4 separate regions of the Sus scrofa genome follow, and regions 1, 2 and 4 are each linked to region 3. A link is a contact called in public Hi-C data. All regions are on one chromosome and are shown on one strand. Each heading gives the region's core, a stretch centred on a gene start, on an enhancer-like site or on the middle of the called end of the contact. The rest is flanking DNA. Distances are from core to core; before and after follow the strand shown.

Region 1 (6,277 bases), core at 2,177-4,676, 180 kb after region 3:
GTATTAGCCATCTTTGCTGTGGCCAGACTTCTCCCAGGGCCAGCTCTGTTATGGATGATCAGAAAGGATACAAGGGATTGGCAGGAAGATGCTTCCTGGAGCACCTTGCAGCCTGCCCCGGCCAGCTCCGCACAGTTCACATTCACCATTTAGCCAAGAACAGTGGCACTTTTTTTTTTCTTTTTGGTTGCCCCATGGTGTATGGAGTTCCCAGACCAGGGATCAGATCCAAGCCACAGTTGTGACCTAAGCTGCAGTTGAGGCAATGCTGGATTATTAACCCAGTGTGGGCCGGGAATTGAACATGTATCCCAGCACTTCCAAGACATCTCCAATCCCTTTGTGCGACAGCAGGAACTCCAAGGATAAGCAACATTTTAAGCTTTTTTTTTTGGCCTCAAATGTATTTGATGAACTATAATAAGATTTTTTTTTTTTTAAGAAGAAAAGAAAATCACCTTTCCTCAGCTCCACTGTAAAGAGTAAAATAAGTGTTCGCATAGGGCCACCTGGAAGGCCAGAGCAGGATAAAGTCACCCGACCCTAAAAGGTGGGGGTACAAGCTCTCAGCCTGGGGGAGGCCTGTGCTCTCCACACCCTCCTTACCAAACCATGAAAGAAGCAAAAAAACCCGACCACTTCCACCAAGGGAAATGGACTGAGACACGTGGAGGGTGGGGATGGCTGGGAAGGGTGGGGGAGAAGCAGGTAGTGAGACTGGGGGTGAGCATGTGGCTACTCGGAAGGAGCCAGATAGGACAAGGGACAGCTGTAGAGGGCAGAAGTCCGGGTTTTCCTGTGGTAGCAAAAGGACAGGGACAGGGACGGGGAGAGAGGGGATGCTTAGACAGCTGAGGCCGCCCAGGAGTGAATACTACTAACAGAACTAACACCCACAAAGCCACTGTACCAAGGGCTTTACATTATGTGGTAGGTAGAGTTAGTATCTCCACTGCACAGATGAGAAAGCTGAAGCACAGAGAGGTTAAGTAACTTGCCCAAGGTCACACAGCTAGTAAAGGAGAGCTGGGATTTAAACCCAGCTGTCACACTGTGGAGTTACACAGCATCTCACAGCTAGAGAGTGAGGAGGTAGAGGTGGCCAGGTGGAAGGGGCAGCAGTGACTAGGAAAGGAGCAGAGGAGGAACAGTAAATAGGTAGGGAGCAGGGGGTGGTGAGCAAGTCTGGGTGAAGAAGACTCCTTGAGAGGGAATAAAGCAAGTGTCCTCAAGAAAAACGAGTCCTTCAAGAAAAGCTACTTCAGTCTGAGACTTCCTAAGTTGGAGCCTGCTTAGTACAGAGTAGGTAAGGAAGCTCGATCCTACACATGTGCCACCAACTAAAGATGCTTTCAGTGGGGTACCAGAGCCCAGGGGCCCTGGAGGGCTGATCAACAGCATCTCTTCCCAGCTCGGCATTCAGGGACGTCACTGATAGGCCGCAGCAGGCCGTGGTGAGAATACTGACATTCAGGGGTCTGGGGCCCCGACTCCAGTGCTGGTTGTTGAACTTTCATCAGCACACCTCTGGCTGGTAGGAAGCATGGCTATTATTCTATGCAAAATGCACCTACTGATTCGGAGCAGAGAGCCCGTGGGAGCAGGAGAGATGATGGGGATGAAGGAACGGTCTCAGCGGGCAGTTTCCAGAGGCTCCTGCTAGGCTAGGAAGAGCCTGGCTGGCAGCTGCACCGACCTGGGGTTGCAGCCCTCACTAGGCTCCCTGGCAAGTTGCTTCCTCCCTCTGAGCCTCTCTTTCCTTTTGTGCAAAGCATGGATACCGATACCTCCACCCTGGGCTTTCCAGGAGGATCAGATGGAAACACACCTCTGGCCCCTGAGCACAGAGGTGGGCAACTAACAAGGGCTCAGGCAAAGAGAGGGGTGATCGCCTGTGGGCCGCCTCAAGAACAGTCTAGAAGACTGCCTTTGGGGCGCTCAGTCTAGTTCCCCCAGGAAAGATTGTTTAATCCAACCTCTCTAGCTCTCCCCATTGAAATCTATCCCTCCCCAGCAAAAAAAAAAAAAAAAAAAAAAAAAAAAGGCAAGGATAAAAGAAAGATCTTTAAGCAAAAGAAAAGAACAATGTTTAGGGAGAAATGATATGTGCCAGGCCCCCCTCACCGCTCACCCCTCTCTCTCCTTTTCAATGTTTTAACTTTTTTTTTTTTTTTTTTTTTTTGCTTTTTAGGGCTGCACTTGGGGCATATGGAGGTTTCCAGGCTAGGAGACGAATCAGAGCTGCAGCTGCCAGCCTACACCACAGCCACAGCAATGCCAGATCCAAGCCATGTCTGAGACCTACACCACAGCTCATGGCAATGCCAGATCCCCGACCCACTGATGGAACCCGAATCCCTCATGGATACTAGTCGTTTCTGCTGGGCCACGATGGGAACTCTTTTGCTTCCTTTTCAATTAGCCCAAAGAAAGATCACCTCCAGAGCTGGGCAGCCTTTAAAACATTCTTGGGGCCATTCTTTTGTTGCATTATACTTAACACATATTACATTAGTTTCTGATGTATAACATGATTGAATAGTTGTACACATTGTGAACTTATCACAACAAGTCTAATTAACATCCGTCACCACACACAGCTACACATCTTTTAAGATTTACTCTTAGATGGAGTTCCTGTTGTGGCTCAGTGGTTAACGAATCCAACTAGGAACCATGAGGTTGCAGGTTCGATCCCTGGCCTTGCTCAGTGGGTTAAGGATCCAGCGTTGCCGTGAGCTGTGGTGTAGGGCGCAGACACGGCTTGGATCCCTGCGTTGCTGTGGCTGTGGTGTAGACCGGCAGCTACAGCTTCAATTAGACTCCTAGCCTGGGAACCTCCATATGCTGTGGGAGCGGCCCTAGAAAAGACAAAAAGACAAAAAAAATAAAAAATAAAAAATAAAGATTTACTCTTGGAAACTTTCAAATAGGCAATGCAGAATTATGAATTATAGTTACCACGCTGGGCAATACATTCCCAGGACTTGCTTTTGTATAGTTGGAAGTCTGTACCTAAAATACTTTTGAAATTTTTTCACAAAACGATTCGTCTTGAAATCCTCCAACAGAGACCACCCCCGCCCCCATCGCCTTTAAAAAGGGGGGTACAGAGAACCAGAGGGTAAGGGGTTGGGCGTGAGTGAGATGTGAATCACAGAGGGGTAAGTGGGCATTCGAGAAAGACAGAGAAAAATGAGAACGGTCAAATAGAATGAGAAAAAGAGAAAATATATAATAGAAAGGAGCCGGAGGGAATGGAGAAAGGGAGCGGGGTGATTGAATCAATCTGTCTCTCTGAGACCAGCGCAGCACAGGATCTGCTGGCCAGCTCTGAAAAGGACTCAGATGCCCTTATCCAGCCCTTCCTCTCGGAACCTTCCAGAGTTGTTTCTCTGCTGCCTGGTACTGACTGGGATACATTTTCTACCTTGCATTCTGCATCGGGGGCTCCTGGAAAGCCAGGAGTCTGTCTTGTTTATCTTTGCACACCTGGGGACACAACATGCTGACCTTTGCACCTAAGACATTCCATACACACTTGTCGGTAAATAAGTGTGCAGCAATGAACGAAAACATGACACACCGGCAATGCGCTAGGGTTAGCTTATTTCTACAAAAACCTCCAAAGGCAAGCAGGCCTTATTGAGATCTGAAGAAATATAGAGAAACTTTTCTCTGGCCTGTTAAAAAAAAAAAAAAAGTGTTTCACCCTGTTTTAAATTTTAAATTCCTCTAACAAAACCACAGTACAATAATTAAAAGTTCTTTCAACTCAATTGAGGTTCCCCATTTTCAAATGTTCTGTTCATCCTTCCAGAAACTATTAACAGCATGTGGAAAATAAACTCCCAAGCTGTAGGAGTTTCATTCTTCCTGGAACTGTGACTCACAATACAAATGTTTCAAACAGTGGAAAAAAGGAAAAAGGTTTTCTCTGAAGCGGTTTCACTTCCTACGTGTTATGTTCTGTGGTTACACTTTCAGGAAGATTGGAGTCTGACCAAAGAGCTTGAACGAGCTAATCAGGCATTTCATATTCGCAAAGACTTGCGCCGTCGTCAGGATAGACAGGACACTCCCAGACCACAAGTAATAATGAATGAAGACCTCACAGCAAAGTATTCTTTAGGGAATGCCCCCTGGGGCTCAGCGGTAACGAACCCAACTAGCATCCGTGGGGACATGGGTTCGATCCCTGGCCTCGCTCAGTGGGTTAAGGATCCAGCGTTGCCGTGAGCTGCTGTGTAGGTCGCAGATGCAGCTCAGATCTTCTGCTGCTGTGGCTGTGGTGTAGACCAGCAGCTGCAGCAGCTCTGATTGGACCCCTAACCTGGGAACTTCCATGTGCCACGGGTGCCCAGCGTCAAAAAGAAAAAAAAAAAAAAAAAATTCTTTGAAGTTTGTGAAAAGGGAGTATTTGGAAAACGCTAAAGTTGGCCTTCTACATTCATTTGGTTTCAGAGAGTAACGGCTTATTCTAGCTGCAGAGAAAGCAAACATGCAATTACAATTACACAAAACGAAGCCAGTCAACCGGAGAATCTTTAAAAAAAATCAAAATTTCCCTTGTCTTTTTGTGAACTACTGTTTATCTCAACAGTGTTCCACTGCGACATGAAGACTCACGTTCCTAAGGTTATGACAGACTTGATAAACAAAAGGCATGCGGGGAAGTGAGCTGACCATCTGTCCAGAGCTTCCTGAACTTTTGGTAAAGCGGATGAATAAAATTATCCTTAATTATGCTGTCAGGGCTGCATCTGAATACCCAGATGTACCAGATTTTGGATCAGCCCCTTATAATTCTGTTCAGAGATTTCTGACTTTGGAACAGAATTTTTTAGAAAGTGACACTACACCAGATTTAATGTTTTAAATGTTGTCACTCATCAGATGGTGATCAGGCTTGGCACAAGGGGACGGAAGACAAGACTCTCTCCCTGAGAATCTTTCTTTACTCCTGCTGACGCCCATAACTGCGAAGTATTTGTAGGCGAGAAATCCAGGAATGGGAGGGATGTGGACGGTCTCTCAGGCAGGTTTCTCTGCTCCTGCTTCTACCAGATGTACGATTCTGACACGCCATGGCCACTGTCCCTGCATGCTTTGTTGAAGCAGACTTCCTCACTCAGTCTGGACAGGCCCTTTCTCATTTGCCCAGATCTTCCTCCAAAACCCTCAAGTCTGAAGCTGGTCACATAGCACAGGGATTCAAACTTTGGGCACAGTGAGGTTTTAATTCCAGATCTGCCACTTAACTAGCTTTGAATGGCCCTGGGCAAGATACTTAATTTCTATGGGCCTCAGTTTTCTCATCTGTAAAATGGGGACAGTAATTATTCATTCCTCATTAGGGTTGCTCTGAGGATTAAAAGAGCTAATGGGTATAAAGCATTTAAATTTAAATTCAACGAAGATGTATCGAGTAATTACAGGCACCGTGCCAGGTACTACGGATATAATTACTACTCAATGTTAGCTATTTCTTATTCTAACTACTACTACTACTATTGCTACTACTGCTGTTGCTACTAGTGGTGTTACTATTCTACCTAGATGATGCCAACCAAAAGGAATAGCTTCCTTCTAAAAATTCTCAGCATGGAGTTCCCTTCGTGGCTCAGCGGTTAACAAACCCAACTAGCATCCATGAGAATGCAGCTTCGATCCTTGGCCTCACCCAGTGGCTTAAGGATCCGGCATTGCTGTGAGCTGTGGTACAGGTCGCAGACACAGCTTGGATCTGGCTCTGCTGAGGCTACAGTGTAGGCCAGCAGCTGTAGCTCCTATTCGACCCCTAGCCTGGGAACCTCCATATGCCAAGGGTTCGGCCTTAAAAACCAAAAAAAAGAAAAAAGAAAAAAATTCCCAGCATGTCTACTTCAAATGCAATTCTTTAGTACATTAGCATGCATTGCCTTCTTTCACTCCAGAAGAGCTCAGGCTTCTTAAACAATGGAGCATAAAGTACAGCAGGCAAATCACAGAGCAGGAGTCAGAAAGCTGGGTCTTCAAGCTATCTCTGCCACTATTCCCTGTGTCCCCTTGGGCAAGTCACGTAAAATATCTGAGTGTCAGATTCCTCATCCGTGGATTGGTAGGGTTTCATTATAAGCATGTTACTCCTTTCAGCTCTACATGAAATGATTTACTTCCAGTTGTTGCAAATGAACAAAATCCAAGTCCTCAGTACCCACTTACAAGGGAAGCCAAAGGAAATGCATGCGACCCAATTTGGTGGATTTGGCTTAATGATATTTTGCCTCTTCATTTA
Region 2 (6,641 bases), core at 396-2,895, 150 kb after region 3:
TTGGAGCAGAGAAGCTAGATGTAAATGACAATGCATTACAGATCCAAAGACAGCCCTGAACTTCAGTCAGCTCTAATGGAGTCAAGGGCATAATAAATACAAGACATTTAGGAGAATCAAGTTAAAATAATCTCAGCAGAAGCTCCATACCAACAAAAGCCAAACAAGGTGCATCTTTAGTCACTGAGGGACGGACTGAAAGAAGCGCAGCAACGAGAACCTCGGTGGTTTGGTTCTGCTGCATCAGATGCGGAACCAGCCACCTCCATGCACTTGTTCCACATCTAGTGTGGCCGGGCCGTGATCTTCTCCACCTGCTCTGATCATGCCATGTTCTCATTTAATAACCTGTCTCATAGTCATGTTGTCTTGCAGTTTTGTTTAGCACTAGATACTATTTCCCATGCAAACCAATATGTGGATTAGAACTGTAGCCTTTCTATTTGGCTGCTAAGAAAATAACTTCAGGCACACCAAGAGAGTGGGGACTGGGGAGCTTGCCTATGACTCTATCAGCAGCACCAGGAACAGTGTCTGGCACAGAACAGGCAAAAAAATAGTGGTGGAGGGAGAGAGTGGCACCAGCTGGTCTACTCCAACTTAAAGGTAATAAACTTATTATCCTTTAGGAAATCTATATTTTTCTAAACCCAGAGGTACTGTGGCTCCAAACACACTCCAAAAAGTTAAAAAAAAAATGAACATTTTATTAGTGGAAAAGTTTCATTTCTAAACACACAGAAAAGCAGCCTAAACGTGAATGCCAAATGTCTGTTTAGGAGTCTGCTCCTTACAGCCAGGCATTAATAACGGAACAGGATTTTCAGAAAAAAAGAAATGGTTTTCGAAGGGAGGAAAAAAAAGTCCTACTCTTCCAACCTGTAGTAGCCCGTTTCTAGGTTTCAAAGCAACCTTCTTATTCCAAACATCCATCTGGACAGCTGGAGAGAAGAATGCAGTCAACAAAGGGAAATAAATAGTATAAACTATAAAGGAAACAGCTGAAATCAGTTTTCTGCACTACCCCTGATTAGCTATTTTCCAGTTCTGAGAGCCTGAAGCAAAAAGAACTACAACAGCTATAAACAATGGCTGCTTTGAAATAGGTTCTCTTTACATGTCTTGCAAGAGGAGACGAACCACATGTCAGCAGTAAATACCCACGCAGAGGGTCAACTGGAAGCTGCGACCATCTCTGGGGGAGGGGCAGGAGAGACAGCAAAGGAAGGGCAGGCGTGCCAGGCTCTGGCTTCCAGGGTCTGATGCGTTTCTTTAACACAGACCCTCCGCCCTCGGGGTGTTTGCTAGTTAAACCACTGAAGTTGTTTGGACTGGAGCCAAAAGAGGGTGGGCGTAGGAGGGGGAACAAGGGAGAAACAGGTTTCCATCTGAAAAAAGAGAGCCCACCGTCAGTGCTAAATGAGAAAGACATGGTGCTCGAGTAAATTGTAAGGACAGCCGTTGGGATTATGTCTGCGGCGGGAAAGAGGGAGCTGCTGAGTCGGGGAGGGACCCCTGCCAGGATCTGGCCAATCTGCCCCCAGGACCCTCTGTATCTGGAAGCAGAAGGGTGGGTCCTAGTCAAGCCGCCTGGAAACTGAATGAAAGTGTTAAAATAATGGGCCATGTGGCACATGAAAGCGTGGCAGACAAACAACAGCCATATCGTTTTCTGGGTCAGCAGAGAAGAGAGAAACATCTCCAGGAGAGAAGCCGGAAGTTCCTTTTTCCACTCCCCCCAGCCATCTGCCTTGGGGAGAAAGAAGAAGAAAACGGGAAGCTTTTGTCAGAGATCAAAAAACTCTGACTCCTATTAGATTCACTTTCACTCTGGGGATTGGTGGGGTTTGCTCACCAAATAATTAGCAGACTGCGGTTCAGGGAAAGTGGGGGGGTGGGTAGGGCGGTGGAGCTAGTTAACGCTTTCTAGCCACTAGAATTCTTTTCGTAACGTTATTATTATGCACCCAGAAAGGGGGGTGCCCTAGTGATCAAAGAGAATCCAGAACTTGGTCTCAAGCAATAATTTACAGATTGGAAAAAATGTGACCAAAGAAGAAAGGTCATTTACTTAAAAAAAAAAAAAAAGTACTAAAAATAGTGAACGTCAGAAAAAGAAAAGAAGAAATAATGGATACCATTGCATCAAGTTTACAACTTCACATTTTTTCTTCAATTTTTTTTTTTTTGGAAAAGAATAATTTGTAATATGAAGGGAAAAGTAAGATGAGCTAACAAACGGAGCTTTCCCTCTGAAAGTCACAAAGAAGAAACACGAGGGAAAAATTGCATTTTGTGAAGGCCACAAAAGGAGAAATCCTGGGAAAGAAAACAAACAAACAAACATGGGAGGTGATGTTTCTTGGCAAATGCAAAGTTAAATATAATCTTGGAAAGCAAGCAGAAACCTCTCAGGCATCTAGTTGAAACACTGGAAAATAATCTTTGGTTGAATAATTCTGCTCTATTTCTATTGTTTTTTGAAGGGTATTTTTATAAAATTAAAATAGTGCCTTCAGATGTCAGCTCTTCTTGCTACTTTCTCTGCAGGCCACTTTCACACTCATCAATGATAGTTTAATGAAGTGGAAAACAGATCATGCGTGCACTTTGTGGGTATGTGCTTTCGTGCACATGTGAGCTCTTCATGTGGAAGCATTCTTAAAAGAGCTTCAGGTTTTGGACTATGGGGACCAATCAATAATACTTCTACTACCAGAAGAATTTTCCTTCTGAAAATGAAAAATCGTTCAGTCTGAAGGCGGCCAGGAGAGAGCCAGGGCCTTTACCTGTATAAATCTCGAGCCACATCATCCTCATCGACTGCATATCCCTGGGGATGGTCGGTAAAACTGAAGCCTGTGCCCACCTGCAGGTGAAATAAATAAGCAGGTATAAACGCAGAGCAACACATGCGCTGCTTGGAGATCCTGAAATCAACTTTATTCCAAAGACCATGCCTTTGACCTCAGATTTTTGCCATCACCCCACTTGCGCTCAGCCATCCTCACAGGTGGATGCTGCATGTCACCTATTTCCCACTCCCTCCTCCAAGCCCAAATAAAATAGCAGCACAGAGCTCCGCCCTGGAGTCAGTGGCTGAGCTGTTCTGATCTCACAGTGGAGACCCTGCCAGGCCTTGATTTAAGGACCAGGAATTCACCTTTCCTGGCCCCTACTACAGTATCAAAGGACCCAAAGTTGTCTCCTCTCTGAAACCTGAAGGAACTCTCTAGGCTGGAGATAAAAGAGTTGTGTGTGTGTGTGCGTATGTGTGTGTGTGTGTTCCCCCATTTCTATGTGGGAAATATGGCCACTAAGCACTTTCACCTTCATTCAGCAGATAAGGGGCTTTAGAATAAAGATTAGCTTTAAACTAATATTTCCTTATACCTACAAGGACATAGGTATAAGGACCTCCAAGTTCATGGACAACTGAACTGTAAATCAGTAAGATAACCTACTACTTATTTTGTGTCAATAATATGTATAAGGAATCCCCTCACAAACACACACCCAGTTGTGAATATGTTTGTTTTTGTTTTTCCTCCAAACACCCAAGGGAATAGGATATTTAATTAAACTTTTATTTAAATATGAAATTATAGGAGTTCCCATTGTGGCTCAGCAGGTTAAAAACCTGACTAGTATCCATGAGGATTCAGGTTCAATTCCTGGCCTCATTCAGTGGCTTTAAAGATGCAGTGTTGCTGCAAGCTGGGGCATAGGTTGCAGATGTGGCTCAGACGGTGAATTGCTGCGGCTGTGGTGCAGGACGGCAGTGGCAGCTCCGATTCGACCCCTACCCTGAGAACTTTCATATGCCTCGGGTGCACCCTAAAAAGCAAGGAAAAAAAATGGAATTATAATAATAGACTCGGAGAGAGGATAAAACATGGGGGGAGACAGGGAAAAAAGAATGTTGGATTTCTTTTCTCCTTATTTATCTGTTTTCTCTTTGAACCATCCTGCAAGTGAAAGAAGTTAGAGAAATTAGAGGAAAATGACACCCCCAATCTGCAGAAGTTGACCTTAAAGTTAACTTTCCTATTTTGCAGTGTATTTAATTCAATTTCATAGAACTTCCCAGACTTCCCATCGTGGCTCAGCAGTGAAGGAACCTGACCGGCATTCATTAGAATGCAGGTTCGATCCCGGGCCTCGCTCAGTGGGTTAACGATCCAGCGTTGCCATGAGCTGTGGTGTAGGTCGCAGACGTGGCTCAGATCCTGTGTTGCTGTGGCTGTGACGTAGGCTTGGCGGCTACAGCTCTGATTGGACCCCTAGCCTGAGAACCTCCATATGCTGTGAGTAAAGCCCTAAAAAGACAGCAAGACAAAAAAAAAAAAAAAAAAAAAAAACTTCCCAAGGAGATTTCTGCATTTTACTCCCCCCCCAAGGGGAGACATTCTGCTTACTGTAATAAGTGAAGGGGACCAGCCTTGACTTTTTATATCTAGAACTCTACTCGAAAAATCAGGAGTTCCCATGCTATACGAGAGCCCAGGATATGGAGACGGTCATATCACCAGTGGGAAGAAACGGATCCCTTTTCCCAGATGGTATAATCCAGGAAAAACGATGTTTCATAAGATTAAAAAAGAAGGAAGGTGAGACAGTAGCAAGTAAAATTCCCAAACGTGGATGCAATGGTACATGTTAGAGAAATTAAACCTCTATTGTGTTTTTCTAATAGATAAATTTTAAAATAAAAAAAGGAAATCTGTATTTTTTTTCTATTTCTCAAATGCACTTAATGAAAGAAAAAAGACAAGCGAGGCCAACACTGCCCTTTCCTAGGCCCATGGGGGGTACTCACTGGATTATCAATGTAGAGCATGGAGAAGGTAGTGGTCCAGGGAAAGTCTCTGGCAAGCACTAGTAAAGCAAAGAGGAGGTGTTAGACTGGGTCCTTAGAAAAAGCATCCCACCTAAGTAAGGTTTAGCTCTGGTTAGGAGCCAACGTGCCCACCTGTCCTCTCCATGGCAACAAACCCTTGGTGTCCCTCTGACACCATGTCATACTCTCATGGTGGGGACCAGACACCTGCACCTTTTCTTCCCCCCCTTCTCTCCTTCACTGTCCCCAGAACCAGAGAGTTTTGACATCTAAGATGTACTTTGGAAACAAAACTCCATGCAGCTGGTTCAAGCAGAACCACCCAGTAAGCATGGATGCAATGAACCCATCTGTCCAATTGGGGGCATCATCCTTCAGGCCTGATTCTCCAGAATCCGCTTCCTCCCATCAACGCTGAAGAGAACCACAACTTGGACAAAAGTGCACACAGGAGTCTACTGACTTCACAAACGGGTTCGCCCTTCAAATCCCGACCCAGGAAAAGTAAAAAACGAGATGGAGGTAAACCTGGGTTACAGCTGGACGTGGGCTGCCCCCCTCCAGTCTTTCCTTTACTCAGCCCAGCCCACAGTATCTTGTTTCTAAGATATCCGATCATTTACATGATGGAACCATACAGTGTTCAGTTCATGTGACTAATAGTGGATATAATTCCACCCATTATTCCCACGCAAAAGGGCTCGCCCACATAGTAATAAATGCCAACTGTTTTCGTGAGCCCGATCATGTGAGTCAGCAGCAGACTGGCAGAACACAGCTTAGAACCTTCCACCCAAATTTCAAAGGAGAAAGCAACCTGGCCAGGACACTCGTCCTGCTGGCTCTTTCTTCTTGGACAGATGTTGCGAGAAAGTTATGTTTTCATAACCTGGAACTGCTAAGCCATTTACAGTAGTTCAGTGTTCACTCTAAGTTATTTCTAGAGCAGATAGAAGCTTTAAATAAAGAATTCTCCAGGGGAAAACGGAGTCCAAGCAATACGCACCGGTCATGTTTCTTCTGACAACATAAGGTCCGTGTTCCACAAAGAGGCCGAACATGGACGAGCCTCCCGGCCCACCCTGCAGCCAGAGGACGACTGGAGCATTCCATGGATCTATCTAGAAGGGACAAAGGACCCAGTGACTACACAGAGTGCTAAGAATAGACCCAAGCAAACTGACCCAAATCCTCCGTCTTCCACAGTCTTGACTGAATCTCACCCAGCCTTCCCAGACCCCAATGACCACTCTACAAGCTAAGCGCTGTCATCGCCTGTTGTTCTGAATTAGTATTTGTCTCTCATGCTGGTATCTACCTTGTGCAGGTAAATCTCTTCTCTCCAATAGCCAGAAACCCCCTGCATTGTAGAAGCATTGCCTCAGAACGCCCCTAGACACCCAGCATACCGCCTAGGGCATGGTTTTATTTTTGCAGCTGTTTAAACTTCCTGGGGACTCCCGGAGTTCCCACTGTAGCTCAGTGGGTTACAAACCCAACTGATATCCATGAGGAAGCAGGTTCGATCCCTGGCCTTGCTCAGTGGGTTAAGGATCCTGGCGTTGCTGTGGCTGTGGTGTAGGCCAGCAGCTGCAGCTATGATTCCACCCCTAGTCTGGGAACTTCCATATGCCGTAAGTGTAGCCCTAAAATGGAAAGAAAGGGAGTTCCCGTCGTGGCGCAGTGGTTAACGAATCCGACTAGGAACCATGAGGTTGCGGGTTCGATCCCTGGCCTTGCTCAGTGGGTTAATGATCCGGCGTTGCCGTGAGCTGTGGTGTAGGTTGCAGACGCGGCTCGG
Region 3 (6,363 bases), core at 3,696-6,195:
CTCCTAGCTTGAATGTGTGCTTCTGGTCACTTTGGCTAGTTTTGAGTTGTTCTTTTTTAACTCCCATAATGTTTTAATGGGACATGATTGACACCCTTCCGCAATTACTGAAAGAAACAATGCAGGAAAAGAGCTTTACACAATGCACTGCAAAATAAACATTATTACTTTCATTCTTATCCCATGGCAGGGGGGTGGGGCAGGGGGAGGGTGAGCAGGAAAAAAGAGAACCATCCCTTGCTGTGATAGTCTCCCTAACAAATTTATCCTTGCCAGACCCTTCCATTTAATATACGTCCAATATAGGATATCCCATTTCCAAAAGTGCTTCTGCCTTGAACTGCTTAACTGATTAAATATAGTTGAGTAAATCTAGCTAAGCACACTTTAAAATTTTATTTTGATTCATATTTCTTTTTAAAATGTATTACCTTATGTACCCCCCCAATAAAATGTATTTTGTGGAAGATACATATTATATGTAATTTTTCATCAGCCAATTGGGGGAGATATCTTTTAAAAGTGAGTTTTCTTATTTTCCACCATCACAAAGGCAGGATTGTGGCCCAGATTAAGTTTGTTATCACTCACAAACATTACTCAAGCACTTTCATGCCAAGAACAAATGGAAACTTCCACTAATAGTTCACAAAAGCAGCTGAAGGGAGGCTCCACCGAATTTTTTAAAATTTCCACATAATCTATATATTTTAGAGGTAAAATGGGGAAAGTGTTTTAATATAAACAGAAAATAGACGTTTTGATACTTAACTGCCAATAATATTAAAAAGTCAACGGTTTAAATGAGTAGTGAAGGACAGTAAGTCATGAGGCCACACGATGGCGCCATTTCACCGACTTGAGAAATGCTCGCCAGGAAGCAGGTGAAATAGAAAGACCATGGTTATACAGGAAGGCATCACCTGCATATTACTCCAAATTTGAAGGAAAGAACCCAATAGAGCTTAACATTTAAAATTAATTTTTATAACCTATATAAACAATAAAGAAGGACTGAAGTGTAAATATAAGAAGTATGAGGAAATCTCATTACTGAAAAGTGGATTAAGAAATTGTGTAGAATGACTCCATAATGCTAACTTACAATATTGCTTTTTTTTTTTTTTTTTTGCTACCCCACGGTATATGGAGGGTACATTCCACGGTATATGGTGTACCCTATGGTAAATAGAGGGAACCCCATGGTAACTTTCGGCAGAGCTCAAATCTGAGCCGCAGTTTCTATCTACGCTGCAGCCACGCTCCATCCTTTAACCCACTGCGCCCTGGCTGCAGAGATGCCACAGATCCCTTTGCGCCAAAGCAGGAACGCCTACTATTGCTTCAATAGCAATATTTTATAGCTCTCTCTAGAGAAATAAGGAATTTCCACTTGCATTATTATGTTTTGTTGTTCCAGTGAAGCAGGCAAGGGAGATTTTATCCCCATTTTACAGCCAAGGAAACTGAGACATTAAGAACTTAAGTGATAGCTCCTAGCATCCAAAGACTGCAAAGCCTTCTGCAGCACTGAGGAGCTTCTGGGGTCCTAACCCCTCACTGATGCCTGTGAGGAGGGTAAACTCCACAGGCACTTCACCAGAGCCATTTGGACACTGTGGCTCTTAAGCGCGCCCCACACCTCACCCAGGTGGATCCGGTCACATCCTGAGGTTTCTATTCATTCCCATCAGCCAGAGAGGGCTGCGACCAAAGCAGTGTTCATACAGAAGACCACAGCTTCCAGAAGCACAGAATTCCCAAGGAGCCTGCCTTCCACGCCAGGAACGTAAACAATTCGTTATCTGCACCCTCCCATCAGCCACGGAGCAGAAACCTGCATCCTGGGTCTAGTCTCCTGAGAGGGGACCACAGAAAACAAAACACCATCCCCTCATTGCTTATTCCTAGAGAAGGCAATGGATAATATGATCACGTACATGCTGGACTGGATCCGAGAGACAGTAGAAAAGGCAGAGACAGTAGAACATTAAATAGGGAATGGATTTTCCCCCAATATTCAATGTCTCCTGTAGTCAACAGGGAAGGGGGCTGGGGGGACGGTGAGACACATGCAAAGAGACACACACATAACTTTCAGTATCCAACGCTCTAATAAATCCCCCCACCAGGCAAAGGCGAGTCAATGCCAGGCGCTTGGCTGGGGGCTTTATGTAGCTCATCTCTTTTCATCACCCTTGTTTTACAGACATAAGGGGAACAAAAGAGGTTCCAAGAAGCGAAGTTCACACGCAGAGACTTGGAACCCATCTTGCCAAGCACCCTGCACCGATATTCTCGACCACAAACGACACGGCCTGGCAGTCCTCTTCCAGGATGTGGGTTCTGAAACGGTTCAGGACCTCGCTGCATGGACACAGGCTGCTTTCGGCTGCTGATCACTCTGAGTGAAGGCTCCTGAGACTAGATGCAGAATTTGAAGAAGGAAATGAAGGCGAAGGCTTGGGACTTCTTCAGCTCAGGCCACTGGGAGTGCTAGGAAGAGTCACCAAGGGCTCCCGGGGTGGGGGGTGGGGGGTGCAGGGGAAGCCAGGTTGCACTCAGAAAGCATTTCTAATTAAGCATTCTAGGTACCTTGTATAAAAGATACCAAAGGACTGAAACCTCCAGGTTTCTAGTAATTTGCTGTGATATATTTTTTTCATTTTCTGTAAATGTTACTATCATGCTTACCTTTGTATTTGTCATTGCATAGCATTTTTTTTTTTTTTTTGAGCTCCCCAAATGACTTCACAGAGTCTAGGTCTGCCCCTGCCTGTTCCTATGCTGTTAAATATTTTGCCTCTCTTCTCCTGATAGGCTGAAACAATTTCTCATAAATCTTCAGGCTGTCATTGTGGGCAGAGGGCCTGAAACAGCCTTGTCCTGGGAAAGGAGGGGGAAGGAAAGAGAAAAGGAATGGAGAGACGAAGGAAGTGGACAGGATTTTATGGAGCTGGAAAATCAGTGTGATCCTTGGAGGAAGAGTGAGCACAGGTAACGGCCCCCCCTTTAAAAAAGCCAACCTTCTAAATCAACTGGATCTCGGCTCTTCTGACAGTCCTGCCATTCTCAGAACAGCTTCAACAGGCTATCCAATAACAGGCCAGAGGGTCCCATTATCAGGGACTCTGTATGGCTAGGGACAAGACCTCGACTTTATTCCTTTGATTTTTTTCTTTTTAACATTGTGTTCATAGGAATCACCCAGTTATATTAACCACTGATGATCAATCGTGTATCCTTTTGTGTTGAAGGATAGTTGTCTTGAAGTTCCTTAAATGATTCAGCCACTAGTTCTGGACGTTGCAGCAGCCCCTGTCTCCTTTGTGATGCAGTCGTCGCCCCCCCGTCATCTTCGATGCTGTGTCTGCAGAGCTGTGAAGGTCGTGCAGACCCTTGGATCTGCAGAAGGGTAATTCAGCGACTGCACCAAGGTCACTGGCCCAAGCTACCTGGGTTCACCATCCATGTTGATCATATTGACAACTCCATGGGTGATGACTCTTCTTTTATGCCTCCACGGGTGTCATTTTTTTCTTTTAGGTATTATCACTAGAGTATTAGGGCTCAGGCTTATGTCAATTTGGGGTATCAGAGTCATGCTACGCAAAATGGCAAGGAAAAACAGATCATGTAAGCTTTAGAAATATAAACCAGCACAAAGGAAATGCCTATTCTTTCCCATCTTTTTAATAAAACATCTATGCATGTTTTATGGTCTTAAAACACATTAACATTTAAGCCAGTCACACTGAGAGACACGAAGAGAGAAGGGGAGCTTTTTCAAACGTGGGGCATTTAAAGGAGGTAGTGGCGTATCTTCATCGGGAGTGTGTTCACAGAAAGCAGAAATAAACAAGGGCATGTTTAGTCTGGTAAGCCTGTAAATCTTAAGGAAATCCAGCTGCCGCCCATCCCCAAGGCTTCGGCAGATTTCCTGTTCACAATATCTGACCCTGCAAGCTCTCCGTTATTTGCTGTTCTTGGTTGGTATGGCCTAAACGCCCAACTACTTCAGGAGTGCCAGTCTACAATTAAACTTTTGGGGTCATTTGTTTTACCTAATTGTTAAGAGAAATCCTAGCTCCCATAGCCTTAAATACAATTTTATTGTATGCAAACAGAAAACCCCCTTTGCAAAAAAAAATAAATACAGAAATAAGAAGTAAACATCTATCATGAATTCACCACCCAAGCAGGGGTGGTGTTTGAGCGTTCTACTTGGGCATCATTAAGTATATAATGGAAGCCCACGTGAATATAAAAAGCTACTTTTGAAAATGTCCTCTTGGAAGACCGAGTTTAACTCTATGCAGAGCAGCTTTCTTTGACTCTGTTCTCTTGGTTCCTACCTTTTTTTTTTTTTTAAGCTACTCCCAAAAGCCTCATGGGATTACTGAAGCTTCCGGAAGTTACCCAATGTCACCTACTGACAGAAGCAAGCCATTAGAACGGTGTCTAGTGATCTGAAATTCAAGTCGGCTCATCCAAAGCTCTTAAGATGACAAATGCATGCATTTGCAGGGCTGCTGCTGTCCCACGGGGTTAACTACAAGGTCTGGACGTGGCCAAGGGGGATAGAGGGGCACTGGCAAAGCAGAGCCGCCCTCCGCTAGGGGACGTTTTTGAGGTCCGGCTTAAAAGCAGCAACAGCAAATGATTATTTTTTCAGCTGAATCATGCCTATTTTTCACGTAGCAGCTCTCTTCAGGGGATTCCTAAAAACGCTTCTCCTCGGATATTTCTAGCCACAGGATGCTCTTTTTATTTAAAATGGAAGCAGTTTTGCATTCTCTCCACAAAGAGGCCCAGAAGGGGCCGGCAGGAGGGAACAGGGGGTCACGGGGTGCTGGAACGCCCCTGAGTGGGGTGGCAGGAAGGCCGGGTGGTGCTGTGGGAGGAAAGGGCGAGGCTGGGAGGAGAAGGCGGCGGATCCGCACGCGGTGGAGCCAGAAGCTACAGGGTTGTTTGCACCCGCCCACTTCCTCAGCGGGTCCCCGGCCTGGCTTCATTCTGAAAGGCAATTTTCTCTGGGTGCTATAGCACGAAGTGACCGCTAGAGGGCAATGTGGTGCAGGACAAGAGCTCGGGCTCACGTTGCGGTGAAATAATACAGTTAAATAAAACATACAGGTGCTGTAAAGAAGTGTGCCGCCTGTGTATGCTTTCCCATCCCTCTTCCCCTTCACGCCCCCAAATATCCAAAGTTAACTGAGGGATGAAGTACCGTGGATGGTAATCCACTATTTGTTCCCTCTTAGGTCCTGAGAATTAGAAGGAACTTTAGAGAAAAACTGAACTCCTCAACCTCAAAACAGTCTAATTTCTGGAAGCGTTTTCTGCTCATAAGTCCAAATGACCAGATCAAAGAAGTGCAACTCAGCTAGTAGGGTTTTGCTCCTCAAAAAAGTGCATAGCGTGAAAGATGCGGGGTCCTGGTGCAAAGCAATAGCAGAGTTTTCTGTGCAACAGGACAGTAATCTAGTCCTGTCGCATTTTAAACCAGGCTCACTCTCCTCGTTGTCTATACGCATCTCCTATGCACTGTGTATCTTTTCCCTCAGTGGACCGGTCAGTATGACTGGAACGTGTAGAGGCAGATACACGGGGTGTGTCAGATCCTTACTGGCCCTGTGAGACCCTCCTCTGTACTTGGCTCCTTCCTCTCAGGTGATGAAGCGCTCAGGGAACCCTCCGTGTCCCCAGCAAAGCTGTCACCAGCTGCCCTTGCACCACATCCGGGCTCTTGGGTCCTGAACTGACAGCAGCGGATCCTCTGGCCCCGCCCCCACCAAGCCAACTCCGCCCCAAGGCACTGCGGTCCAGGCCCTGGCTTCCGCCACTGAGCATCTGCGTGGCCTTACGCAAGTCCCTCAGCCTCCTCTGTAAAATGGGATGATAACAGGCCCCAGCCCCGCAAGGCTGTCGTGAGAAGACGAGCTGATGCATGTAAAGCCTGTGGTCTGTAAGCTGACAGGCATTTTCCCCCTTCTCTCTCCGCAGGGCATGATTCACTGTTTCTTCTCTCACAGGGCTTCACCCAAGTGCACCTGCAACCTCTGATTGTCTCATCGTTTACTGTTTAAAAAATACTTATTTTGTATGTCATCACTGCATGCCTCCTCTTATTATTAGCTCATTCAACTGTTTTGGCCAGAGATCGTGCCGAGCAGTGACGGCAGTCTCAGCCCCGGACTGCCCGAGGCTGAATCTCTCTGCCCCTCAAGAGATTTCTGATCTTGAACAGGTTACTTAATGTCCCCGGGCCTCATATTTCCCGTTTCTAAAATGGGTGTGATAATAGTATTCACTGCTATGATAATTAAATTAATATTGTTAACATACCTGGGTCGGGGCCCG
Region 4 (6,604 bases), core at 873-3,372, 250 kb after region 3:
CATGTTTTACTTCCTCTAACTAAGGACTGCAAAGCTCTTTGAGGGTAACTATTATCATGCAAACGGCAAAAATAGAATTCGGCATCCCTCTGTGAGACTTCTGAGATGAATCATGAAACCTGTTGAGTACTGCTCCATCTGGGACAAGAAAGATCTAAACCTTGGGCCAGAGGTAAACACTTCTCCTGGTAAGACAAGTCACTGCTGATGAGTTACCTCCAGTCATCTCCAGAGGCAATGGAGAAAGCAAAAGTTGTTCAAGTCATAGATTTGATCTTTCAAGTAAACAAAATGACTTTTGGAGCACAAACTCTATGCCAGGCAGACTGTGGCTTTACACATATTGTCTGATTCAAATCTTCACAACCCCCTATCTTATCAGATGTTTGGTTGTGGGTGGAGAAACTGAGGCTCGGTGGATGGAAGTTACAGGCTCAAGGTCACATAGCTAGTAAAGGGCAGAATCAGAATTTGGACCTGGGTGTTGTCTTCTTCAAAGCCCAGAGGATAATAACCCTACTATGAGACATAGCCAAGTCAGACAGTCCCCCAGCTAAAGATCTGGAGGGGTGCATCAATCACCAGTCAAAGATGTAGATAATGCCTTTGATCAGAAGAACTCTGAAAAAACAGGAAGTCTCTTCTGATAGCAAGGTCAAGTTTGGGGTGGGCCGTATGTCCCCGTAGGGCTCCACATTAAGCTGCATCAAGGTTGCATTAGACAAAAAAGAAGAAGAATGGAAGGGTGGGGGGTGGGGGTGCTAGGGTCCCCTTATACCAGGCAAGGATGTTTCAAAGTTCCATGTAAATGAGGATCAGGAAAACTCAGTCCAGTGTGACCAGAGAGTACTCAAGAGGCCTCAACTATTCAGCAAGCAGCATTTAAAAAAAAAGAAAAAAAAAATCTTACTGGGAACATCTCGAGGATGGTGTTTTTGAGGGGATTAAAAAAAATAAGATACTAGAAAATGTGACACGGGCATGCATTGTGATTATTCAACATTTATTATTCACTGTGTGTCAGGTGCTTGGTTGAGGTGGACCCCCTAGGAATGGCTGCTGTTCCTGTGTCACTCTTGATAATTTTTAAATTGACTATGTCCTTTTAACCATGTTTTTTAAAATTGAACTACCCCAATGCGAACACTTTCCACTTTGCTACATAATGAGAGTACTTTCATTCCTTTAATGTTTGCTCTTTCCTTTGATCTAACAATTTCTGTTCAAATTTCACAGTTTTCTCTGGCTTCAGGAATGAAAGAACCGATTACCCTGCTGGGAGCGTGAAATAGACTTAAAAAAAATCGGCACGATATTTCCTTCCAGTGAAATTAATTTAGCTTTAAATACAGGGCTAAGGGACACACCTTGCGCCGGAGTCCCTTTCCCTCACACACCTAAGCAGTTCCTTACCGGGAAAGGGCTCAGTTGGACCTGCTGCCAAGTCTTAGGGCTTTTGTGAGGATCTTTGGCAAGATACAGTCTGAGAACCTCTTTCTCTTTGACACCCGGCTTTGTGTGGGCCTGATGACATGTCTGGAACGTCTCTATTTCTTTGAAGGTCCATCTCAAAAGCCCCGTGGACCCGTCAGGCCCCGTCCGTGGCTGGGGTACTTAAGTGCAGCCAGACCGGCTTGCAGGGTGTTTGGGGGGTATTTTAGGAAACCACCTTCCTGCTCAGCTCCAGCGCAACAAAGGACAATTTGGAGGGGAGTGGAAGGAGCGCCCCACAGCCGCGCTGGCAGCCCCGGCCCCCTTCTACCTAACACCGCGTCCTCAGTGACCCCGCCTTCGCCCTCTGGATCCCACCCTGGCTGTGTCGCTGCTCCCTAGTCTGGCCGGGCGCCGCCAGCCCCACCACCGACCCCCCACTCCCCACTCGCGGTCGCCCTCAAACCTTCGGAGCAGCGCTGCGCACGGCAGCCACGCTCGCCCCGCGCCGCTCGGCGGCTTCCCCGGCCCCTCGGGGTCCGGCTCCCCCGGCCAGGGTCCCCCCCGCCCTGCAGTCCACAGCCTCCTCCTCCAGCTCCCGTCGCAGGAGCTGTCAAGCCCGCGGCAGCTGAACCAGCCCCCCGAGCTCCCGCGTCTCCTCTCCTTCCTTTGTGTGCGCGCGAGCGGAGTTGGGGCGGAGGGAGAAGGGGGAGGTCGCTCTGTCTGTCTGTCTCCCGCCGCCTTTGCCCGGGCAGCTCGAAGTGCCGCCGGGGAGGCGGGAGCCCGGGGGAGGGTGCGGGGAGCTGGCGGGGCGGCCCGGGCGCCGGGTTCCCAGCCGCGCGCGCGGGGGAGCGCGGACCGCAGCCGGGGCTCGGCTGGAGGCACGATCCGGCCCCTCCGGCCGCCCCTCGGCCTCCCTCCGCTCCCACCTCCCCCCGACACCCGGAGAAAAGCGTGCGAGGGCGCCGAGAGGGACGGAAACCACAAATAAATAGCGGCGGCAGCAGCGCGTCATCTGGCGGAGCAGGAAGTGCAGGCAGAGTCCGGAGGCTGGTGCTCTCTGCGCGTCCCCAGGACTTTGCCATGGGCTGGGGGCCGCGGAGCCTGCGAGCGGCCGGCCCAGGGCAGCGGCGGCGGCGTCCGCACCAGCGCTGAGCCAGCAGCCACGCGCGGGGCGCGCGGAGATGGCAGCGTCCAGCAACTCCAGCCTGTCCGGCTCCTCGGTGTCCTCCGGTGAGTTCCAGCCCGTCGGGCGCGGCTGCCCTGCGGGGTCTCTCGCCCCCTGCCCTCGGCCCGCACCCTGGGATGGAGAGAGCCTATCTGTGGCCGTCCTGCCCGCTCTCCCGGAGGGCGGCCGGCCGGCCGGCCGGTGTGACACTTGTTTGGCTCGCCAGCCCCCTCGGTGCCCCCTGCCTCTCAGCGCCTCTGACAGCTCCGAGGTGGGAGAGTGGGGGCGCCCTTCGTGTGCAGACGCGGGGGTCCTGGGGATTCGGGGAGCAGCAGGCGAGAGGCTCGAAGCGAGCAGGGCGGGCGCGCACTTTCTGGCGCCGCGGGAACCTGGGCTGATGAGGCGGAGAAGGTTAGGGTGACGCCGGGAACCCCGACCCGCTGGCGGTGCGGTGCCCTCCCCGCTGGATGCCCAAATTCAAGGCGCAGGGGAACCAACCCTCGCTCCTCGCAGACTTGATTTTCTTTGTTTGTTTCAGAAATTAGCTCTGCGGAGACACACGCTTGGGGCATGGGTTTGAGATAGAGGTAATAAAGGAGTCTGTCTTTCTGGTTTTGATTGAAGCGAGTTAGGGGAAGGGAGGTCGAGCCCAGCCTGTGATAATTTGCCCGGTCGCAAGTGTACATGCGTGTGTGTGTGTGTGTGTGTGTGTGTGTGTGTGTGAGTGTGTGAGATTTTCCTCAATGGCCTCTTGGGATACGTTCTGTAATTTTACTTTCCAGGCATACATTTTTTTTTTTTTTTCCAAGTGCGACCGAGAAAAGGGAGGGCTTCTTCCAGCTTTTCTACGGTTGATCAGGGGGTCTAATTGAAGAGAAAAAATTGCTAATGAATCTGAAGGAGTGGGAATCAATGGACGCAGACCCACTGGATTCTGAGTATGACAGGTTTCTAATCAGAATGATGCATTAGGTAGAATTCTTCTACCGCCCTGGTCTTTGAAAACTTTAATGACAAACCTTAAAGGGAGAGCTGATAAGGCATTTAGTGTAGTTTATGGGATTCAGGGGTCAAGAAGGTCTTGAAGTCCTAATGGAAATGCTGAATATATTAACATTGTATTAATTCCTATTGTGTGTATGTTTTAAATGAGAATCACAAAATTAAATCAAAAGGAAGAAACACTTTGTTGGAGGCACTGGACAGCAAGCCAGGCATTGAGGAGCCATGTCTGTAGATGTGTGACTAATCCAATCATAAATGCAAGGTGATTTGGGGAAGGTGCACTTGTGACATGGCACAAGGTGATCACTTGAAAGCCATCGCTTATCTTTTTTGGCAGGTTTTAGTTCCAGGGAAATAACACTTCCTTTCTTGATCACTGCCAACTAATCAAAAGCACCGTGTTGTTATGTGTACCGTATAGATGAAGTTTCTGGTAGTAGCAGCGAATGGGGCAGCACAGTCATATCTTATTAAGAGCAGCAACAAGTTGACCGCCTGTGGTTTTAATTCTGAGAACTCAGCAAATGCTACAGCTTATTTTTAGTACCCCCAAACCACTGCTGCTGCTCTTCAATTCATTTTGGTTAACTACCATTGAATTTAAAATACAGTGATGTTGGCTTATGATTAGCATATGGTTATCCCTCTCTGAAAATGGCCCTCTCTAGAAAATGAACTGGTGAGGGAGAGGCGATGAAGGGAAAGACGAAAGGAGAGAGGGCAAGAAGACAATATCATCACAGGATTTGCTGGTGGTATAAATTACAGATGCTGTGGCCTCTGAATTTTCAGATCTTGATGAAAGAGCCCCTTAAGCTTAAGCAACCTTATTGAAAAACCTAATTCAGCCTTAGGAAGAATGCATGGGTTTGAAGCGGCACAGCATAAGCTTTAGACGATGGTAATTGCTTTGCAGATAGGCTAGAGATGCTCCTGATGGTTCTCTTTTCTGCTTTAATTACCACTGTTTTAAATCCTAATGGAAACTGGGAAATCACTGGAAAGCTGAAATTCAGAAAGTGGGCAGGGATATGTTATTTAATACGAATCAACCTGGGCCATGAACTTGTATTGCCTAATTCCTCAATTAATCAGGCATTTTGTCTTGAAAATAGGAGAACCAGGAGCTCTCTTTTTAAAGCACCCTTAACCACCATGTGGATCATGAATAATGCAGATGACACAAGCAATTCACACCTGTGAGAGGTGTTGGGCAGGAAAGAATAGAGCCTGTTTGTGGCAGCAGCTGGGTTCTCCCAGGCAAAGGTCAGAGTCTGAGGAATTAGGGTGCTCCATCATTCTATTAAGCACCATTTTGGAGGGCCTACTATGTGCCAGGCAGTAAGTTATAAGCCTCAGCTTCAAGAAGGTTAAGTGAGGAAGCTAATTTTAGGATTCCTTCTCGCTCTGAAGTTCTGAGATTATTGTCCTTGAGTTTGGCTTCACCACTGACTAGCTGGGAACCTTGGGTGAGCTACTTAACTTCTCCAAGCCTCAGGGTCCTTATCTATAAATGAGACTAATGCCAGTACAAGGAACTATTTCATAAGAAGGTGGTGGGGATTAAATTAGATAATGTGCTCAGCATAGGGCGTGGCACCTGATAGTGCTTGGTGTGAATAAAGTGTGTTCCGTGGAGGAATGAGAAAGAAGGCACTCACTCACTGGCTCAGACGTGAGGTACGGAAGTCAGTCTACGACACATCAAATTTGCCTCTTACATCGCATGTTACTTTTGGTGTTGAGATTTGCGCTCCATCAAACCAGCATTTATTAAGTTTCTTTGAGGTGGCAGGCACAGTTCCAAGTCTTTGGAATAGAAAGATGAATCAAGATCCTTTTCCTCCCCATCCAGCAGCAGAGATGGACAGCAAATAGCAGTCTCTGTTCCTTTTTCAGGAAATGAATTATGTGGAGGAAAGTGCAGGGAAGAGAGCAATGACCTCAGTTTGGAAGGGTCCGTAGGGGTGACATATGAGTTGGGCTGCGATGTGTGGGATTTTTTTTTTTTTTTCTGGAAACAGAAAGAGGGAAAGGCATTTCAGGAAGAGGGAATAGTGTAGGCGAGGCCTGAAGATAAGGAAGGTCATAGCCCAGTTGCCACTTCCTTCTTAGGGCTATTGGCCCTTTTCCTGGTGGTTCCTCTTCCCTGGGCAGTTATGCTTACAAGGCCCATGGGCAGCCTCATGCACAGAGATGCCAGATCACTCACTGCTGACACACAGCAGATGGAGGAGGCTTTCTTTCTATTTAAGTAGCAGGAGGCTTGAGGGTGTAGGTCTGCACACCTTGGGACATAATCGGGCAATTGAACACTAAGAAGGAAAGTGTGGATTCTGCAGCGTCCAGCATATGGAGAGGTGAACTCGAACACCATGGATTAAACCTCTCTTAGAGGAATAGCCGTGGGAGGTTTAGGTTTGAATGTGTTGGAGCAAAGAGTAAAAATCGAATAATTTATTCAGCATTAAGCTCAAAGTTATCTGATTCTCCTAAGACCACGTTCTTACCTGCTGCTCTTGAACCATATCACTCAGGCGCGTCTCACTTATTCTACATCACTGGCTGAGACACAACAAATGAAATAATCAGGTTAAAATTAATTTTTCAATACATTTTCTGAGAACTCTTTAGAAATTTTCTTCTGGAATATTCAATTATGTGTCAAAGAAATTGCTTTGCCTTTGTTTTAATGATCACTGCTGGTAATTAAATTTCACAATCACTGAGATTGGCAGGAAGGTTTGATTACCTTTATTATTTTAACTCAGAAAAAAAAAAAGAACCCCCCCATCCTTAAGCTTTTAATCTAGCCTGTAGTACTTGATTATATTCTGAAATAAACAATGGTTGATTTGCAAAATAGTCTTCTTAATAATCATGGGTGAGGTTTGCTTTTACAGGTAGGATAAGAACTTTTTTGCATATGAGTTATGTAATCACCAAATGGATAATTTCACAGAGTGAAGAAAAGAGTCAACTCTAATAATAAATAAAGAA

Evidence for each region. Hi-C and Micro-C count contacts between places; a contact is called where the count stands out from the background.
Region 1: a Hi-C map of retroperitoneal adipose tissue shows a contact between it and region 3, with 2.2 times the contacts expected there. The contact joins two enhancer-like sites. A contact is called at or near these places in 2 of 5 promoter capture datasets (fetal skeletal muscle and liver), 30 of 47 Hi-C or Micro-C datasets (adipocytes, adipose tissue, alveolar macrophages and 18 more) and 1 of 2 datasets of contacts at active chromatin or transcription factors (skeletal muscle).
Region 2: a contact with region 3 is called in a Hi-C map of retroperitoneal adipose tissue, with 2.7 times the contacts expected there. The contact joins two enhancer-like sites. A contact is called at or near these places in 2 of 5 promoter capture datasets (fetal skeletal muscle and liver), 32 of 47 Hi-C or Micro-C datasets (adipocytes, adipose tissue, alveolar macrophages and 19 more) and 1 of 2 datasets of contacts at active chromatin or transcription factors (skeletal muscle).
Region 4: a contact with region 3 is called in a Hi-C map of embryonic fibroblasts, with 2.9 times the contacts expected there. The contact joins the promoter of CHN2 here to the enhancer-like site in region 3. A contact is called at or near these places in 8 of 47 Hi-C or Micro-C datasets (alveolar macrophages, brain, embryonic fibroblasts and 4 more).

The regions. Positions count from the first base shown.
Region 1 is chr18:43,579,275-43,585,551 of Sscrofa11.1, reverse strand. All of the region lies in intron 2 of CPVL (probable serine carboxypeptidase CPVL), which reads right to left. Among named protein-coding and RNA genes, the nearest start is that of CPVL, 23 kb to the right of the region's middle. Within about 2 kb of position 3,426, at least 5 of the 83 cell types and tissues checked have an H3K27ac peak or open chromatin away from gene starts, as enhancers often do. A contact at or near this core is called in brain and retroperitoneal adipose tissue, where this site is marked.
Region 2 is chr18:43,600,450-43,607,090 of Sscrofa11.1, reverse strand. It overlaps CPVL (probable serine carboxypeptidase CPVL), which reads right to left. Exons shown (of 14, transcript XM_021078578.1): 4 at 5,847-5,961; 5 at 4,820-4,878; 6 at 2,790-2,869. Among named protein-coding and RNA genes, the nearest start is that of CPVL, 44 kb to the right of the region's middle. Within about 2 kb of position 1,645, at least 17 of the 83 cell types and tissues checked have an H3K27ac peak or open chromatin away from gene starts, as enhancers often do. A contact at or near this core is called in retroperitoneal adipose tissue, where this site is marked.
Region 3 is chr18:43,756,588-43,762,950 of Sscrofa11.1, reverse strand. The region is part of intron 3 of TRIL (TLR4 interactor with leucine rich repeats); the gene reads right to left. Among named protein-coding and RNA genes, the nearest start is that of TRIL, 34 kb to the right of the region's middle. Within about 2 kb of position 4,945, at least 22 of the 83 cell types and tissues checked have an H3K27ac peak or open chromatin away from gene starts, as enhancers often do. A contact at or near this core is called in brain and retroperitoneal adipose tissue, where this site is marked.
Region 4 is chr18:43,505,110-43,511,713 of Sscrofa11.1, reverse strand. It overlaps CHN2 (beta-chimaerin), which reads left to right and starts at 2,122. Exons shown (of 13, transcript XM_003484050.4): 1 at 2,122-2,664. The coding sequence starts at 2,616.